Linked DNA regions of Zea mays: region 1 is linked to region 2. A link is a contact called in public Hi-C data. All regions are on one chromosome and are shown on one strand. The core of a region is the stretch at or near the end of the contact, and the rest is flanking DNA. Distances in the headings are between cores, read along the strand shown.

Evidence for each region. Hi-C and Micro-C count contacts between places; a contact is called where the count stands out from the background.
Region 1: a contact with region 2 is called in a Hi-C map of leaf, with 4 times the contacts expected there. The contact joins the promoter of ZCN14 here to the enhancer-like site in region 2. A contact is called at or near these places in 4 of 25 Hi-C or Micro-C datasets (ear, leaf and tassel).

What each region holds. Positions count from the first base shown.
Region 1 is chr8:25,986,265-25,991,212 of Zm-B73-REFERENCE-NAM-5.0, reverse strand. It overlaps ZCN14 (ZCN14 protein), which reads right to left and starts at 3,670. Exons shown (of 4, transcript NM_001112780.2): 1 at 3,291-3,670; 2 at 3,076-3,137. The coding sequence starts at 3,485.
Region 2 is chr8:25,815,727-25,820,640 of Zm-B73-REFERENCE-NAM-5.0, reverse strand. No RefSeq gene overlaps it. Among protein-coding and RNA genes, the nearest start is that of LOC111590015, 19 kb to the right of the region's middle. Within about 2 kb of position 2,545, at least 7 of the 20 cell types and tissues checked have an H3K27ac peak or open chromatin away from gene starts, as enhancers often do. A contact at or near this core is called in leaf, where this site is marked.

The sequences.
Region 1 (4,948 bases), core at 2,421-4,920, 170 kb before region 2:
TAATAGTTTTTTATATTTTGGGTTATTCGGTCTATTTAGGTTTTAAAGGCTAGGAACCGAACCCAAACTAATACCTCGAAATATAGTACATGTAGGAACCGAACCTGAACCTCAAAACCCAAATAGATCGATAATTTGGTTTATTCGGGTTCGAGTTCGGGTTTGGTTTTTGGTTTTAAAATGCCCACCCCTAGTCTCTAGGGACCCATTGTAGAGGGTGCGACTCGGATGGTGTGGCCATCCCCTAGTGGCAAGATTGTAGAGGGAGCGACTTGGATGGTGTGGCCAGCCCCTAGTGGCAAGATTGTTCATAGTGAGGAGCTTGTCCTGTAGAAGAATCCAAGGACAAACCTTACATGTTGGGTCAACCCTTACCTCCCATACAAGACTAGATTTGATGTGGCTGCAAGATTTGATGGATTGCACTTTGTAGGCTAAATTAACTATGAAGACACTGTCAAGGCTCCATTTCCATGTAATGGAGTTCGAGACCTACAGTTGAAGATAAAAATCTTGGAGTCTAATCCAAAGGGAGACAAATTCTTCAATTTGAACCGACAATGTGATCTTGCTTCTCAAAGACCCGATCCAATTCCCACCATTGAACTCACAGGCAACCGACCTATTCTTTCTTGGGACTAGCTCTAAGAGGTGTGGTGCTAGGTTTCTTGGTGCGATGCCATCAAGGCAACTGCTCATGTTTCGAGTAGGAGTATGAAGTAATTGTATCCACTAGTCTCCCTTGAGTACAAATATTAAACCAATGGTTTAAAGCATCTTCACCAAATCTCTTAGTGTGTGTTTGGTTCAAGGGTCTCATTAGGTCAAGTAGGGTCAAACCCATTTTTGAGAGATAGGGGGTTGGGTTCATTAAGCAAAAAGAATATTCCTCATAGATATGGATTCATCCAATTCATTCGATTCAAGTGGAGCTAATGAACCCACGTCAGGGGCACGTGCGGACGTAGCAAAGCGATGATGGGTCGAGTTCGAGGGTGAGCACGATGATGATCGATGAGGGGTGGTGGTGGCACATAGACCCAACTCCGGTGGTGTAGGCCAAGCTCGAGCACCCGTTGGTGCTAGTGAGGGGTGGCGATTTGGCTGTGGCAAACAGGGACGACACAATGAGCAGCGTAGCTTAAAAACTATGGATGCAGGGCACGATGTAGGAGTTGTGGCAATCGGGCGGTGTGGTACAAGGGTTCCAACCACGTGACATAATGGGGGTATGATGAGCATGATTAGGGAAGAAGGTAGAGCAGGGAAGAGAAAGAGAATGTCACTTGGGATCCATGTGTTAGATTCTCAATCTACATCTATTTCCCAATGAACCAAACATAAAACCTAGAATGACCCCATCCCTCTAACCAAACGTGAGATGAGGTCCACCCAACTAAAAAACTAGGATAGAGGTTAACTATCCCATGTGGTTCCTAAAGCACACACACTTATATCACATCTCAAATACATTATTTTAAAAGAGTATCTTAAAATTAATTTAGGATAAGAGTTAAGAGGGCACTATTGTAGTAGATTTCCTAAAATTCGCTTCCTATATTTCTTTAGGCCGGGATAGATAAGGGAGGGTCGTTTCTTTTATTTAGGAGAAATAATGTATATATCTCTTAAAATTATAGATATAGGAAATAAGATAGAAGATCTTTTGTAGTGCCTCCTCTTTTAAAATGCACACCCTCTTCTAAAATGTTACTCCATCCATTTTTTTATTTGTCACGTTTTAGTTTAAAAATAAACTAGCGGGCGACAAATATTCGAGAACGGAGGTAATATTTTTTTAATATAGGAGACCAGATAGATATATGATATGGTGATGCTCTTATACGGCTACTCATGGTTTAGGAATTTGATGTTTCCAAAGAATTATGGATGGCGGACACGTACGTACGTTATGATATTGGTGCATCTACAGATTATCTACTTCATTTTTTCTACACAGATGGTATATGGGTATTGGTGTTAACTAAATCTAATGCATACGACTAGCCTAAAAGATGTCTGGAATGAGTTACCATCTCAAATAATTTGCCTGGGAAAATAAAAGGCATGGTTGCTATTGTGTGCCTTAAAAGCTAGCTAGTAATACATCAGATCATGTGGTTGTAACATGCGTCTATATCTTCCACAGTTCTGTACAAATATTTGAAATTGCAGAAACTAACATTCTAATCCGTTCTTTTTTATTTGTCCCGTTTTAGTTGAAAAATGAACTAGCCAGCGACAAATATTCGAGAATGGAGGTAATAACTAACTACACATATATAGCGCGAAGAACAAGTCGAATAGATATTTGATATTGTATCTGTGATCAGGGCAGTTAGTAACATCTTTACTCTTAATCGGGATAATGTTTCTACAAATGCGCCCAGGTAGATATCTAATGTCATTCACAACTAAATAGTAGTTTGCTTGCATATATTATTGATCTCTAGAACTGGAAAGGGAGGCTGGTGGACTCTGGATTAGTTTATTTATATCATGCTAGTACACAGTACTACCTACCGTACGAGGTGGAGAATGTAGACAAGATCCTGACAGTACGTGTGTTGTAGCATGCTGAAAGAGACGGGAAGTGGACAGTACGTGTGTTACCATATGCAATGTATATATGTATGTATATATGAAAAATATTTTGCATTTTTAAGAAATAGTTTCTTATATATGTACATTTATGATATATATATATATATATATATATATATATATATATATATATATGTCTCCATGTAGTACATATAAATAAAGTATATGGTCAAACTAAATTATCTACAATAGTATGATCAAATATGCAAGTGCATATAAAGTATATGAGTATGTAATTATGCTTACTTTATATACGATTAAGAATATAGGTTCATTTCAAAAAAATATGTAGTAAGATTTAAAATAGCTTAGACTGATAAATAGATAATTATATATGTACCGAGATCGTTTATTCTAAGGTCATGCTTGCTGCAGAGAAGCAAAGCAGCGAAGCATGCAGTTTGTTTTGTAGACTAGTACGTGGATGGAAACGGATATGCGGCTAGCTAGCTACTAGTAGTAGTAGATTACCAGTGCAGGTACTCCCTGAGGTTGGGATCGCTGGGGCTCGGCGCATCAGGATCTACCATCACCTGCAGATCAGAATTAGTCAGATTCAGGCATGCGGTTTAAGCTGGCTGATGGCTTGGAATCGTGTACAACACGCACGCATGTACTGTCTGTCTATAGTAGGGATGCAGTGGATGAATATAATGAGAAGATCGAGTGAACGGACTGTTACGTACGAGGGTGTAGAAGGTGCGCATGTCGGGTCCGCCGACCTCGACGCGCGGCTGGTCGGCGATGGCGGAGGGCCTGAGCTCGCAGCCGTTGGAGACCTCGCGCGCGGCGTAGGCGACGCGGAGCGGCACCCGGCGCACGAAGGGGTCCACCACGTCGCCGATGATGCGGCCCACCACCAGCGGATCCCCACGCTGCATGGCCGGGCAGAGCTCCTCCTCGATCCTAGCTAGCTAGCTTGCCCAGGGAAGAAGGCAGGCGAGCGAGCGAACGAGCGAGCTCAGCAGGTTGCTATTTCCTCACGCGACTGGTGGGCGAGGTTTAGCAGTAGTAGCAGCAGCTGGCAGAGCGGGCGCGCGTGCGGCAGACGGGGGGCCGTGGTCGTCCCTCGTCCGCTGCTGATTGGACGGGGGGTGGGGGTGATTGTGTCGTCGTCCGTCGTCGATGCGCAGCGCAGCCCAGCCGCGGGCGGCGAGTGGAGTGGGGGAATCGACCGGCCGGCCGGCGCGCGGGGCGTCCGTCCATCCGGTGGGCTCTGCTTGCTGGGTGGGTGCAAGGAAAGGCGGGGTGGGGGAACGGCCGCGGGCGGGTCAGACGGAAATGGACTGTCCCTGCTGCTGACCGCTGTTTGCTAGCTCGTCTAGGAAAGGGAGGGGGCCCCCGGCCCCTCCTCCTGCCCTGCCCAGGATTAGTAAGGAGTAGCTAGTATCTGTTAGTTTTTAGCCAGCTAATTTTTTTTAATACATAACCCATCAGTCAAAACAAATTCTCTTCTCCACCCCCGCTTATAGATGGTCCAATGAGTCGTGCTAAATAAGTCGACACTAAATACAACACGATTCATACTGTTGTAGCATGATACTACACGATTCACATAGTACATATGTGTCAATACAGTAAAAGATCCAATGTCGTATCGAGGTTGTCACCCCATCACAATGGCCTAGCCGCCTAGCACGAACACAACACGACAACATGCTTAGACTAACCGATGGTATGTAAAGGTGATTTATGTTGTGTACATGTGATTATGAATTATGATTTCTTATAATTTTAAATATGATAGATCCGGTCTATATTGGTATAAATATTTATATTTTTACATTATATTTGTAATCTTTACACTATTTCATATTTTTTTGACTGTATAGATAGGCACCGACAATACTAGGTGTTAGAGCAAGTATAATAAATTGATATAAACGAAGTATAAGAGATATCACGTCAGATTTATGGTGACATAAAAACAAGAGGAGTGGAGAGAGAGAGAAAATAGGTAGCTTCTATGTTCGGTTGCGGCTTGCTGCAGCTTTAATTCGACTACGGTTTCTACAATAGTTTGTCTCTATGGAGAGTTATTATATGAGTAGGTATTTAGTTAACTATATACGACATATTAATATCATAAAACCTGTCATTAGCTATATTATTAAACTTGCTCTTTGGTGTCATATACTGCTAAAACTTTTGGCCATGTATGGCACCACTGCCCACTGTAGGGATAGATAGATACTGTTCCATTGAGAAGCTTGACTGCTTGAGGAGCGAGCAGCTAGAGAGGTAGCTGACGGCTGACGAGACAGCGGAGCGGATGGGTGGCCGGGTGCATGGGATTGGAGGACGTACAGCTATCAGCCCCGTCATGTCTCCCCCGCTCTGTCGA
Region 2 (4,914 bases), core at 1,296-3,795:
TACTCAGCTCAGTCTGGCACACCGGACTGTCCGGTGGTGCACCGGACAGTGTCCGGTGCGCCAGGCTGGCTTCCGGCGAACTGGCCGCTCTCGGGAGAATTTGGCGGCGTATGGCTATAATTCACCGGACTGTCCGGTGAGCCAACGGCCGCCAGCGCAACGGTCGGCCGCGTAATCCGCGGGCGACGCGTGGCCCGCACCAGCGGTCGGCAGGGGGCACCGGACTGTCCGGTGCGCCAACTGCCACGAATCTGCAACGGTCGGCTGTGCCAGAATTGGAAGGAGATCGTGCACCAGACATGAACATTGGCTGTCCGGTGGTGCATCGGACTGTCCGGTGCGCCACCCGACAGAAGGCAAGGATAGCCTTCCTTGTTGGCCTCCAACGGCTCCTAGCTGCCTTGGGGCTATAAAAGGGACCCCTAGGCGCACGGAGGAGTCACCCAAGCACACTCTAAGCATTCCAAGACTTCTAGTCCTCACTTTCACGCAATCGTTCATCGTTCTTGAGATTGGAGCACTTTTCGAGTTGTAAACTCCCCGCGCGTGTTTTGTGTGCTCATCTTCTCACTTGTGTGCGTGTTTGCGGTGTGGATTTAATTCTAGTGTGCGTTGCTCTTCCCGACCTTACTCCGTGCTTTCATTGTGATCTTTGTTGTAAGGGCGAGAGACTCTAACTTGTGGAGATTCCTCGCAAACGGGAAAAAGAGATAAGCAAAGAAAAGTCGTGGTATTCAAGTTGATCATTGGATCACTTGAAAGGGGTTGAGTGCAACCCTCGTCCATTGGGACGCCACAACGTGGAAGTAGGCAAGTGTTACTTGGCCGAACCACGGGATAAAATCACGTGTCTCTTGTGTTGAATTCTTTGTGATTGTCTTGGCCTCAAGAACTCGCTTCGCAACTACTTAGTCACACTAACATTTGTATAACCAAGATTTGTGGCTATTAGTTGTTGAATTTTAAAGGATCACCTATTCACCCCCCTCTAGGTGCTCTCGGGATGTGACATTACCCTTTTTCACATGGACTTGTAATCTTTTAGCCTTTGCCTTCTTATTCAACTCTCTCTCTCTCTCCCTTTCCAACCTTGATTGTTTATGTTGCTTCTTCTTTTATCCTAGACCATCTCCTCTAAAGTAGTTTTATATATTTTTATATACCTAACTACCCTTTTAAGTAGTTTTATATATTTTTACTTTTGAATCATTTGTCCTATGGCTACCATCATGAGGCAAGTGGTATGTTAGAATACAAATATGGCACATGAGGTAAGTATATATGCATACAGTTGCACCATATCGTTATATCATGTGCATTCTTGTTATGAGCATATGCATTGAACCAAGTCGATGAACAAGTTAAACAATTATTCAAAGTACTTTTGAGACAAGTCGGTGAGAAATTTATATGATCATTCCAGAGTGCTCTTACGGATTATGCCGCTGCTTGTTGGCTGCAACCATACCGCACATACATTATTGAATATTGCTCGAAAGAGAGGTATGATGTCGCTTCATACCTTGTTGGATATATGCATATGCATTGCATTAGCCTTTTTGAGGTTTATTTATTTAAATATTTATATTGGCATAAAGTGGATACCAGAAGCATTGCTTTCATTTATACGAGGTCATTATTATATTTATATGTAGAAGTGGTTTAGTTTTTTTTTATATCTTGTTCTTAATCTCTTGATGAGAATTTTGTCGGACTAATAATTTTTATCACAAAATTTGTTTATCGTCATGACATGTATTCTTCTACTCCCTCCTTTCATAAATATATGACACCGTTGTCTTTTTAAAAAAACTTTGACCACTCGTTTAATTCAAAAAAATAATGAGTTATCATTTATTTTGTTGTGATTTATTTTATCACTTAAGGTAGTTTGTGCTTAACTTAAAATTTTACATTTTTGAATAAATATTTTGAATAAGATGAGTGGTGTTTTCGAAAAAAAATCAATGGTGTCATATATTTGTGAACGGAGGTATAGTATGATCAAATCGAAGTCTAGTTAAATTTTAGTTTGAACGACATGTTTAGACAGTTTGTTTGCTGAGGATTTATTCTCAACCCTATCATCTTTTCATGTGTTTTGGATGCTTTGTCCGAGGGGAGGGGATTAACAGATCTTCACTGTTTTATCTATACTTAGTGATAATAATAATAATTCTGGTAGCTAGTGTACTTAGATGATGGTTAGTGGAGCCGACTCCAATGATTTTGTTGTCAGGCTTCGGCCACCAACACAGCACAAGAACACCAGAGGAGCAAGTCCGCAACAACAAGAGCGCACAGATTGGTTGATCGTTTACCTAGCCGTGAATAGTGGAGAAGGTTTGCCTCGCTCTGACCTGATATCCGGATGGAAATTGTCAGGTTACAGGATGGGAATGAGAGCTGGCTACTGTTATGCCATCACATTCAGACAGTAATAGTGCCATCACGTAATAAGTCCCTGAAGACTAGGACTGCATCTGCACCCTGAGGACACACCGTTACTCCGAAATCTGAACGTGCAGTGCTCATCTCTGGCTGTGATATTTAGTCTGCAGTCTCGGAGAGCGTCACCTTCTTCAGTAGGCCCCAAGCCCATGCCTTCTCATGGAGGTCAGGACCTGACTGCGACAGCACATTCAGAGAATCATGAGGATTATAGATCACGACAGCACCTCTAGTGACAGTGAAAGTTAGAGAGGGAGAAAAAACGGAGCCTGTCAAACCTCGTTGCAGTCTCTTTGCCGAGGTCAGAAGAAAGCAGGGATTGATGTATACTGACATAGGAGTATTTTTTTTACCTGCCAAACCACTATATAAGTACTGCGCCATTACTGGAATCAGTCAGCATCAATGGGCGGCATATCCAGTTTCTGAAAAAGACCAGATGACTCTAAGATAAGGTGAGAGAGACAGTGCTGCAGACTAGTCACACCCGAAATCCGTCGAGGATCGATTGGTACTGCTGTTCTGACCTGCGTAAATTTGAGCTCAGTGATCAAATAGGGAGTAAAGAGAGAGGGGCATGGCATATATCGGCGTGATAAACTGAAAATTCTACGAGATGAGAAGATGTAGCGTACAGGTAAATGTGGTAATGGAAACATTTCTTAACAAAAAATAGTAGGACTCTAAATAAATATTAGTTAAAATGAACAAAAATAAGGTTCCATCCTAATTTAATTCGATCCTTAATTTTTATAGTGTAAAATTTAAAACTCATTATCATCCATACTTACGGAGCATGCGATTGGTCACACGTACGTTCTAGATATCTTCATCCATGCATCCAACTTAGGTTCCACTGTTAAGCTGCGTAATAATATAAACGGGAATGAGGACTGATGAACTTACGAGGGAGAACAGAAAGGAAACAGAACAGGTTGGTGGGTTTTGTTCCCGAGAATTTCGACAAACAATCCCCAAAATAAGCTCCATGACACTTTTGATACTGACAACAATAATGGGGATTATTTTCTTTTTCTAAAGTTGGACGTCTGAAAATTAGTATTTCGTAGATGTCCAATGCAAAACAGTCCTATTACCTTAAAAAACGATAAAAACACCAACTTTTTTGGATTTTAGCCATTTTTACTTTTTTTTTGCACAACTATACTCTTTGCAGTTTCATTTCAAAAAATGGACCCCAACCTCGGCGCCATCATCATTGGCGCCGAGGTAACGCACATCGACGTCAGTACCATTGACGCCAACTTTTCCTACGTGACAGCCGATGTGGCAAGTCCCAGGGGGTCGGCGCCATAGATCTTGGCGCCGACCCCCCTTGACGGTGGGGTCCGGTGCTATCCAGGGGGGTCGGCACCAAGATCTATGGCGCCGACCCCCTGAGACTTGCCACATCGGCTGCCACGTAGGAAAAGTTGGCGCCACTATGTGTTACCTTGGCGCCAATGATGACGACGCCGAGGTTAGGGTCCATTTTTTGAAATGAAACTAAAAAGGGCATAATTGTGCAAAAAAACCCCAAAAGGGCTAAAATGCAAAAAAAGTTGGATAAAAACACCCAGTTAAGGACAAGAACACATACTCACGGTTGTAGTCTAGGAGCATGTTTGGTTTATGTTTGTTTCGATGGAAGTTTTGGGCCAATTGCTCAACCAAATCTTTCGATTCATACTTTACGCCTATGCGTGTATTCTCATTTACTCGTTTGGCTTCCAAGCTAGAGACAAAGCTAACCGACAACTCTTAATCACAGTATGAATCTACTCTACCACAATGGATCGCTCATCTTTAGCCGGGTTCAATTCTCCCCTTACGCTCGGCCACTCCGGGGACCTAGTTGTCATGATGCCTCTTGGCTCCCCCGATGATGAGATGTATAGCCTTACGATGAATCTTTTGAAATTCATTCCGTTAGACTAGTTTAGAAGACATAAAATCAGAGTAGATTGTGAGGCTAGAATCCTCTTCTTAGAAATCCGGAGACACTCGTAGATCTCTACTAGCCTGGGGTCTCAAAGAGTCCTTATTAGGCTCGCATCGCGAGAGCTGCCAGCCCCTAAACACTTTAGGGCTCAAAGCCTTATGGGAACAAAAGACCCAGCCCAATTAGGCTTTGTTCGACAGTTTGGTATTTTTTTCTTAGGCTGGTTTTTCTCCACATATGGATTGGATGAATCTAAGTCTTTCATCCAATCCCTTGTGGGATTAAATCCCTAAACTCAATCCGCCAATCTTTGTTTGTTTGTTTCATATGGATTATATCCTAAAACCCAATCAACTATGTTTGTTCGTTTATTCCATGTGGATTAAATCCCAAACTTGAAAACCAACAAAAGCCAAAAAAAACCAACAAAGTTTAAGTATAGAACATGTCATTGTATCTCTCCAGAAATTTAAGCATGCATGTCACGTGATTCTCAATACATATTTTTTCGTTCAGATTCA